3 separate regions of the Mus musculus genome follow, and regions 1 and 3 are each linked to region 2. The links are chromatin contacts, called in public Micro-C and promoter capture Hi-C maps. All regions are on one chromosome and are shown on one strand. The core of a region is the stretch at or near the end of the contact, and the rest is flanking DNA. Distances in the headings are between cores, read along the strand shown.

The links. A called contact is a pair of places that touch in the nucleus more often than the background predicts. Capture Hi-C pulls out chosen DNA fragments and counts their contacts.
Region 1: a Micro-C map of embryonic stem cells shows a contact between it and region 2, with 2.8 times the contacts expected there. The contact joins the promoter of Tbc1d9 here to the promoter of Gipc1 in region 2. A contact is called at or near these places in 1 of 484 Hi-C or Micro-C datasets (embryonic stem cells) and 1 of 115 datasets of contacts at active chromatin or transcription factors (microglia).
Region 3: a contact with region 2 is called in a promoter capture Hi-C map of liver, with 3 times the contacts expected there. The contact joins the promoter of Samd1 here to the promoter of Gipc1 in region 2. A contact is called at or near these places in 7 of 39 promoter capture datasets (the 3T3-L1 cell line, embryonic stem cells, hippocampal neurons and 3 more), 4 of 484 Hi-C or Micro-C datasets (CD8 T cells, bone marrow-derived macrophages and granulocyte-monocyte progenitors), 8 of 115 datasets of contacts at active chromatin or transcription factors (bone marrow-derived macrophages, embryonic forebrain, embryonic stem cells and 1 more) and 2 of 9 other capture datasets (adipose tissue and liver).

What each region holds. Positions count from the first base shown.
Region 1 is chr8:83,163,923-83,166,622 of GRCm38.p6, reverse strand. Tbc1d9 (TBC1 domain family, member 9) reads right to left here and starts at 1,271. Exons shown (of 21, transcript NM_001111304.1): 1 at 419-1,271. The coding sequence starts at 548.
Region 2 is chr8:83,651,358-83,654,057 of GRCm38.p6, reverse strand. Gipc1 (GIPC PDZ domain containing family, member 1) reads right to left here and starts at 1,380. Exons shown (of 7, transcript NM_018771.3): 1 at 1,321-1,380.
Region 3 is chr8:83,996,248-83,998,947 of GRCm38.p6, reverse strand. Samd1 (sterile alpha motif domain containing 1) reads right to left here and starts at 1,432. Exons shown (of 5, transcript NM_001081415.2): 1 at 383-1,432; 2 at 1-5. The coding sequence starts at 1,276. It overlaps Prkaca (protein kinase, cAMP dependent, catalytic, alpha), which reads right to left. Exons shown (of 10, transcript NM_008854.5): 10 at 2,504-2,700.

The DNA.
Region 1 (2,700 bases), core at 22-2,521, 490 kb after region 2:
ATCAGCCTCTTGACAGATTGCTTCCCTGGTAACAAAAGGGTATTTTATACCTAATTGCCCATAAAGACAGCTGAGTCCAAGCTAAGCATCTTCCATCTCTCTTCTCAATACATTCAGCAGTATGTTAAAGGGGGGTAGGGAGAGTATGCAACCCGGCGTTCGATTCTTAATAATTCACTCATTGCTAATTTCATCTTAACCCACTATGGGTCACCCAGAACTCAAAGACCCCATCGCCCGACAGGGTCAGGAAAGAGGCGTTTCTCTCCTAGTCTGGGGGAAAATAAAATCACAACTCGAGACACCTTCCAGGCCCCCAGACAGGGCCGGCAAAAGGCCCAGCCCCGGAGACCGGGCGGCGTCCCGGGTGTCCGCAGCCAGAGCCCCGGGCGGAGCCTCCCGCAGTGCCCGTTCTTACCCGCCAATCCGCCGCCGCCACCCCCGTCGCCCCCGTGGCCCTTCCTTCGTTGCAGAATGAAGTAGGGGTTGGCTCTCTCGGTGATCCACAGCGCGTTGGCCAGCAGTACCTCCTCCGGATTCACCCACATGGTCCTGGTGGCCGCGGGCAGTCGCACAAAGAGGCCCGCACACTGGCGCGCTCTCCCGGGCACACGCGCGCCCTCCCGCCCGTGGGTGCGGGGCCGCGACGGCCTTCAGCAGGCTGCGGCCCGCGGCTCCCGGCCCGCGACAAAGACCCAGCGGGCAGCCGGGAACGACGACGGGGATCGGGACCCAGCAAGTAGCATCCTCCCTACGGCTCCTCGCTCGCCAAGTGCACAGCCTCGCAGCCCGGCCCTGCCCACCGCAGGGCGAGCAAGCGTCGGGGCTCGGTCTCAGGGCGCGGCGGTGTTCAAGGGCGAGCTTGTGCGGGAATCCGAGCCCCCAGGGCGCCGTGATCACCAGCTGCCGAGCCCGAGATCACCGCTCGTGGACACTGCGCGTCGGGGCAACGAGCTGGAAGGACGCTCCCGGCGCTGGGAATGAATGACGACAGCGCGGCTCAGTCGCCGCGAGCCCGGGTGACCGCGGGTGGCTTCTCGCGAGCCCGGTAGGGACTGTGTGCGGAGCGCAGGGCCCCACGCCCATCCCAGCAGGGAGGAAGCTGCCCCGCTCCCAGAGCCTGCGTGTGGCGTGTGTATTCAAGGCTGACGCTCGGCGGGACAGCGCCACCCCTGCCCCGGAAACGTGTGTTCCCAGGTTCCAGACCTGGCTCTAGAGCCAGGAGTCCAAGGTGGACGCAGCCAATGGTTGGTAATGTTTTTGTTTCCTGCATCCCTGGATCAAGTCACGCGCTAAACTTGTCACCACCGGTGGCCACTCCCCTTCCATTCCTTTGTAATTAAAGTGGCCCAGCTAAATGCATTACATCACTTCTTTCCTTGACCTACAGGGCGTAAGCTATAGAGAAGTTGGAAACAGACCAAAAGCTTAAACCAACTAATTCTCCCCACAGCTGTTCCTATATTGGGCATTAGGAGCTTTGAGGGACACTAGCATTGTTTGTTTGTTTGTTTGTTTATGAAAATTAAACCAGAGGCACTCAGACCAGGCAACTTTATGCTTTTAACAATTTGTCTTTCCCTGCATTCCTGGAATCCCTTTCTGGTCTCAGCTCATTTACTGCGTATCGTACGCGACTAAATGCATTCACCCGAGAGATCGGAGAAATGTTTTCAGCCAAAGAGGTTTTCCTTTTCAGATGACCAGAGTTGTTGACTAGACTCTGCAATGGCCCAAAAGTTAGCCAATCGTGAGAATCTCCTCTTTTCAAATAACCAAACCATTCAAACACATTTTTTATGTGTGTACCTATGATTTAAATGTGTCCTTCCAACCCCAAATTCAGTCACTGTGACAGCATTAATCTGTGGGGCCATTAGAGGCAATTAGGCCGAGTGGGGTCCCTCATCAGGAATGGAGAAAGACACAGAAAGCAGCACACAGGAGTTGGGTTAGTTTATCCATCAGCTCAACTCTGTGAGGAAGCAGACAGAACCAGCAGCAGATGTGGCCCACATGGTTGTAGACTTACTGACCTTGACAACCATGCGAAATAAAAGTCTTTCCTTTAAGAGTTACTCATCTTGCCAGGTGTGGTGGCGCACGCCTTTAATCCCAGCACTCGGGAGGCAGAGGCAGGTGGATTTCTGAGTTCGGGGCCAGCCTGGTCTACAAAGTGAGTTCCAGGACAGCCAGGGCTACACAGAAAAACCCTGTCTCGAACAACAACAACAACAAAAAGAGTTACCATCTCAAGTATTTCATGACAACAGTACAGATGGACTAAGAGCGGTTTGGGTGTGTTTCTGACTGTGTTAAGGACTCTTCCAAGTAGCTGAATGAGCAAACTGGCAGCCATTCCATCAAGGCTTTGTGCCCAGCCCTGAGGGTGCTAAAGAAGTACAAGGCTCTCTTCCTGTCACCACAAGGGTCTTCTCCCTGATTTGTTTAATCATTTAGATACCTGTCCATTGACAGGGTCCCACTGTGTAGCCCAGAATGGCTTTGCACTCAAGAGCCTCTGGGCTCATGAAGCATAAGCATGAAGCTCTCTGGTTGGTCTGCACTAGCAACGGTCTGGCTTTTCACCTGTTTTTCATCTTCAGTCTCTTTAGGAGACAGACACTAGACCTTCAGGCCTTTAAAGATGCTCAACACAGTTAACAGACGCAGGTATGTTGCTTTGTGGCAGTATAATTT
Region 2 (2,700 bases), core at 131-2,630:
GGAGTCCTCTAAGCAAAATATGCTGTCAGGCACAGTGGCTGCTCAGTATCTGTAGGTGATGGGTGTGTAGTTCAGGCGTAGGGCACCTGCCTAGCGTGTGAAACCTCGGTCGGGTTCCACAAGGGCTGAATTGTAGAATGAATGTCTTACATCCCCGACTGCCTGTGGTTCAAACCCCCACAACATGACTGCTAGAGAGCTAAGTGTGTGCGTCTCTCCAGTCTGTCTGCAAGGAGCTGAAGGGAAGTGGGTTGGATGGATTTCCGGAGTCCAGCACTCTCATCCCAAAAAGGGCCTGAAACTCTGCAACCCCCGCAGTCACAGAAAAGCCAAGTGGGGGGAGCAGGAAACGGGTTGTTCCAGGGGCTCAGATAACGCCTGGCTTAGGGGACACCACACCTGCCCCGGTCGTCCCTCCCTCCTAACCCCGGGCACAGCATTGCTTCGGGGAGGAAGGCAGGAGCTTCTGATTCATTCTTGAAAAACCGGATCCTGAAGGTTTCATCTCTCCAGTGTTTCCGGGGCGGGGGCTGAGGGGCGTGAATGCACAGCTTGACCGGTCTTGGCCGCCTGTAGCCCCCGCGCTCCCCAGACACCAAGTCTCTATACTTCCAGTCATCCCTTTAACAGTGGAGAGTGGACAGGGTAGGTGGAAAGGAAATGGGGTTAAACGACCCATGGTATTTGGGCCTTGCCTCTCCAGCTCAGAGAAGGGACACGAGGGCAACCTGGAAGCTGTCTAGTGACCCGTGGGCGAGGAGAGGAAAGCAAAACCCAGCAGGTGCGGCTCCGAAGTGAATATGGGGGTGGCGGTGGGCGTGAGTCTAGGGGCTGATCTCTGGGACTAGTTTCTGGACTCAAAGGATACGGGTCCCTAAGCCCCATGGGTCATTTACTAGCTGTGTGACCTTGAGTAAGTTACTCCACCTCTCTGGCACTAGTGCCTCACTTCTAAAACAAGTTAATAACCCCTCCCAGGAGGGTGTTTTGATTCAACTGAGCTGTGCAGCATAAGCGCCGGACGAGGAAACACCGATCCGGGCTTGCGAGGGGGAGTCATTAAACTAGTGCTGCGGTTGTTACTGTTATCCCGACCTGGGTCTCGGTGTTCCCCCCAGCCAGCTTTGGGAAGAGGCCTGGGAAGGGTCGGGAACACTGACCCACCACCAACAGGGAGCGTCCTGGGAGCAGAGAGCAGAGGCGGACGGGAGGCCCGGCCAGCGGGGAGGGGTCCGTGTTTGGGGTCCCGACGCGGCCAGCTCCACCCCACCGCCACGGCTCCACGCCCTGGAGGCCGCCCCCCGGGCGGGGGACACTCACCTGCGCCGCCGCCACCGCGCGCGCCCTGCTCGGTCCTCTCGAAACTCCGCCCGGCTTCTCCCTGGGCCTCCGGGACTTGGGCGGGGCCGGCGTCCCGGGCGGACTAATCAGCGACGGCCGTGTGCACTCGCGACCAATGGGCGCCTCCCGTCGGAACGCTCCAGAGGGATCCCTCCGCCGCGCCTCGGGCTCCCCCCATTGTGCGAGCAGTGGTCCAACCTTACTCGCTCTAAATAGGGAAGGGCTGAACCATTGTGAGGCTGCAAGGGTTGGGAGACGGCGGGGGAGCTGGCAGCGAGAGTCAGATGACCGGGTTTGGAGGACTGAGTTCTGTATCCAGGAAAGCGCGGTTTTTGAGAGGTCAGCGAGAGGCTGGAGGGCAGCCCCAAGCCCCTCTTCCCTCCCAGAAAGATGCTTTGATTCCAGAGGGTGGACCACAGTGAATAGGGAGGGTCCCGCGTGTCTCCGCTTCTTCCACTCTACACAATAGACAAAGGCGATCGCGCATTCATTCAGTCTTTCAATATTTAAGTGCCCCTGCCTGGTACCAGGCTCGGTCCTGTCTCTATAGACACAAGGATGGAGTATACACAATGTTAGATACAGGGTGTGCAAAGGCTCCGAAGCTGCACAGAGAGCTGCAGAGCACTTCGCAAGCAAAATTGTGTAAGACTCTATGGAACGTATCAGAACAGTAGAACACTCGACTTGTCAATTGAGCACCTACTGTACGGAATCGAAGCTAGTGACCAACCAGTCCAGGCTTCTACCCTCAGGGACAATGGACTCTTTCTCCCCCTTCTCCTTCGTTCTTCTAGGTGCTCTAAGGTTGAACGTAGGCCCAGTTCCTCCTCCTCTTGGAGGATCAGCTATTGGGTCAAGTGCTCAAGGTTGAGGCACTGTTACTGGTGGATGCTAGGCTGACAATCTACCTTCAAGTCACTTCTCCTGCTTCCCTTTTATGAGTTTATCTCCATCTAACTCTGAGTTTACTGTGCGTACACTTTGTCATCCACTTTCTTACCTTTTTTTTAAAAAAAGATTTATATTATATTTATTATTATATCTAAGCGCACTGTTGCTGTCTTCAGAAGAGGGCATCAGATGTCATTACAGACGGTTGTGAGCCACCATGTGGTTGCTGGGATTTGAACTCAGAACCTTCAGAAAAGCAGTCAGTGCTCTTAACTGCTGAGCCATCTCTCCAGCCCCCACTTTCTTACCTTTTAACCCCCCACACACACACATACACACGCAGAGAGTGAGGAAGAGAGAAGGGAGGGAGAAAGAGGGAGGAACAGAGAGAGAGGGAGGGAGGAGAGAGAGAGAGAGAGAGAGAGGAGAGACTGGAAATTACTTGAATCTTTGAAACCTCAAAGC
Region 3 (2,700 bases), core at 183-2,682, 340 kb before region 2:
CCTCTCTGGGGCCAGAGAAAGAAGCAGGCAGAGTTAGAGCTCTTCTAGTCCCAGATGAAATCCAGTGTCCGACGCCACCTTTGACAACAACACGGAGTAACTTTTACGCTGTGCTGTCGTTTCCGTGCCAGGTTCTGGGTTAATAAAGCCCTCAATAGCCAAGTCTTACTAAACTCGTTCAACTACCCCCAGGGGTCGCTACTGTCAGCAATCCACGTTTACAGCCGAGGAAACTGAGGCTCCCGCAGATCAGATCACTGACCAAGACCACCGCGTTCGGAGTCCACGGGGACCGTGGGCGAATCCCGGCCACCTGACGTCCCGCTCCCTCCCGGGACTCTGGTCCCCGCCAACTTCGCCCGCACCTGCCCGGTGCGCTCACCTTGCTCCGCGCCGCGCGTGCGCTAGCGGCCGGCGGCGCCCGTCCCGGCCTGTCTCCGCGGGGTAGCGCGAGCGCTCCCAGGCGGGTGCGCTCCAGACGGCCTCGCGCCGCTTCCTCTTCCAGCAGCCCCTGCACGCGGCCGCGAGTGAGGCGGCCGCTGGCGCCGCCACTGCCCCCGAGGTAGCGCACGACTTCCCGCAGGCTCACGGGCCGCGCCGGGCCGCCCGCCCGCGCCGCGCCCCCCTCCGGCGGCGGCTGTGGCTGCGGCGGTGGCGGCTGCTGCTGCTGTGGCGGCGCCGGCGGCTCCCGGGCGGCGACGGCGGGCGGCGGTGCACGGCGCGGGCCGGCTGGGGGCGCCGCGGCCGGGGGCGCGGCGGGCGCTGGTGGCGGCGCGGCCAGGGGCGCGGCCCGCTGCGCCCGGGGACCCGGCTGCGCGGGGCCGGGAGAAGGGGGCGCTGTGGCGGCGGCCGCGCGGGGCGCCCGGGTCGGGGCGGCGACGGGCGCGGGCGGCGGGGCGGGCGTGGGCGGCGGCGCGGCGGGGCCCCCGCGGGGGACGCGCGGCGGGGCGGGTGGGGTGGCTCCGCGGCGGGGCGGCTGGACGCGCGCCGCGTTGCGGTACGAGATGCTCCCCTTGTAGCTGACCCGGAGCACGGCGCGCTGCTGGATCAGTTTCTCGAGCTCCGCGCGCGTGCGCTCCGGCTCCGGGCCGTGCCGCCGCCGCACCATCCGGCAGATGCGCTCCAGGTCCGGCCGCGCCTTGCGCGAGCGCAGCGAGTCGATGGTGTCCAGAATCCACTCTTGGTAGTGCGGGGAAGCGGCGGACGACGAGGCGGCGGCCGCCGTGGTGGCGGCCGCCGCCGTCTCCGGCGGGGGTAGGGCCGGGGGCCCCGCCATGCCTCCCGCCCGGCCCGGCTGCACGGTGCGCGCTGCCTCCCTCCCAGCGCGGCGCCCCCTCCCCGCTCCCCTCCCTCCGCCGCTGCCCGCCTCCTCCGCCTCCCCCCGGGGGGCGCAGCGCCTCGGCGGAGCGGCGGCGGCGCTGCTGTTTCTTCGCAAAAAAAAAAAAAAAAAAAAAAAAAAAAAAGCGAGAGAGAGGAGAGCGCGCGAGAGAGACAGAAAAAAAAATAGTGAGAGAGAAAGAAAAGAGGAAAAAAATATGCACACACTCACTCACTCGCACGCACGCACACAACAGCCCCGCTTCTGCTGGGCGCGCGCGGGGCCGGGGATGCGAGGAGGGAGGAGGGGAGCGCGGCGCGGCCGGCCCCTCCCCGCCGCCGCCGCACGCGCGCCCTGCGCCCGGGACACTCCGGCCCCCCTTCCTGCTCGCCCTCCCCCGCTGCCCGCCTTCCTCGCTCCCTCCCACCCCCACGCGCCCGCTTTTAAGGTGGAGCCCGGGCCCCCGCCCGCCCCGTGTACCCGTCGCTCTAGCTCACTCCGGCTCGCTCCGGCCCCCCCTTACAACTCCCGCGCGCTTTTTAAGGAGGCGCCGCGGAGTTGGCGCCGGAGCGGGGGCGGGGAGCGCGGCGGGCGGGGGAGGGGGAGGGGAGCCCAGGGGGGAGGGGACAGGGGCGGGCGGGGCGCGCGGGCGGCGTTCGGCCGCCCTCCAGCCATTGGGCGCGGGACCCAGACGTCCTCGGCGCCCAGCCCCCTCTCCACGCCTCTCCGCGCTCAGCGCTCTCGGGACCGCACTTACCGGGAACTAGCCGCGCCGCGGCCGGACGCGCCTCGCTCCTGGGAAGCCGCGGAGACCTCACCAGCGGCCCTGCCGCGCCTACATGAGGGCTTGGGGGCGCGCGGGGCTCCCCTTTTCTCCTACCCTGCTAATCCTGCTGCTGTTTGGCCGAACCGGTCCGAGTGGCCCTCTCCAGTGCCCTCTCTGTCCCGGACTAGACCGAAGTAGGGGTGGGAGCAGATTTGAGGGCCCCGAACTCAGGGTCAAAGGACAGTTTGCCCACCCCACCCCTCCTTTCTCTGGCCAGGCGGAGGAAGTACAGGAATTCCAGCCAAACCTGGTTTCTCCAAGGTCCCGAGGCCGGGGTCTCCAGAACCTGGACATTGAGGTTCGAAATTCCCTTTCCAACACCCCAAGGGTGTGATCGAAGTCGGGAAAACCAGCGACACTTTTATTTTAAAACAAAACTTTATTGGTAATAGTTTTCAAATATGTTTACAACAGCACACTGTTCAAGAGGAAGTCTCATCCTTCGAAGCACACAGGTTGAACGACCCCCTCGTCCACCCGGGGCCCCCACCCAGGCCTGAGAGCTCCTCCTTTTTGGGAGAAGTTACGAGAGGGATAAACACAGGGATAAATGGGG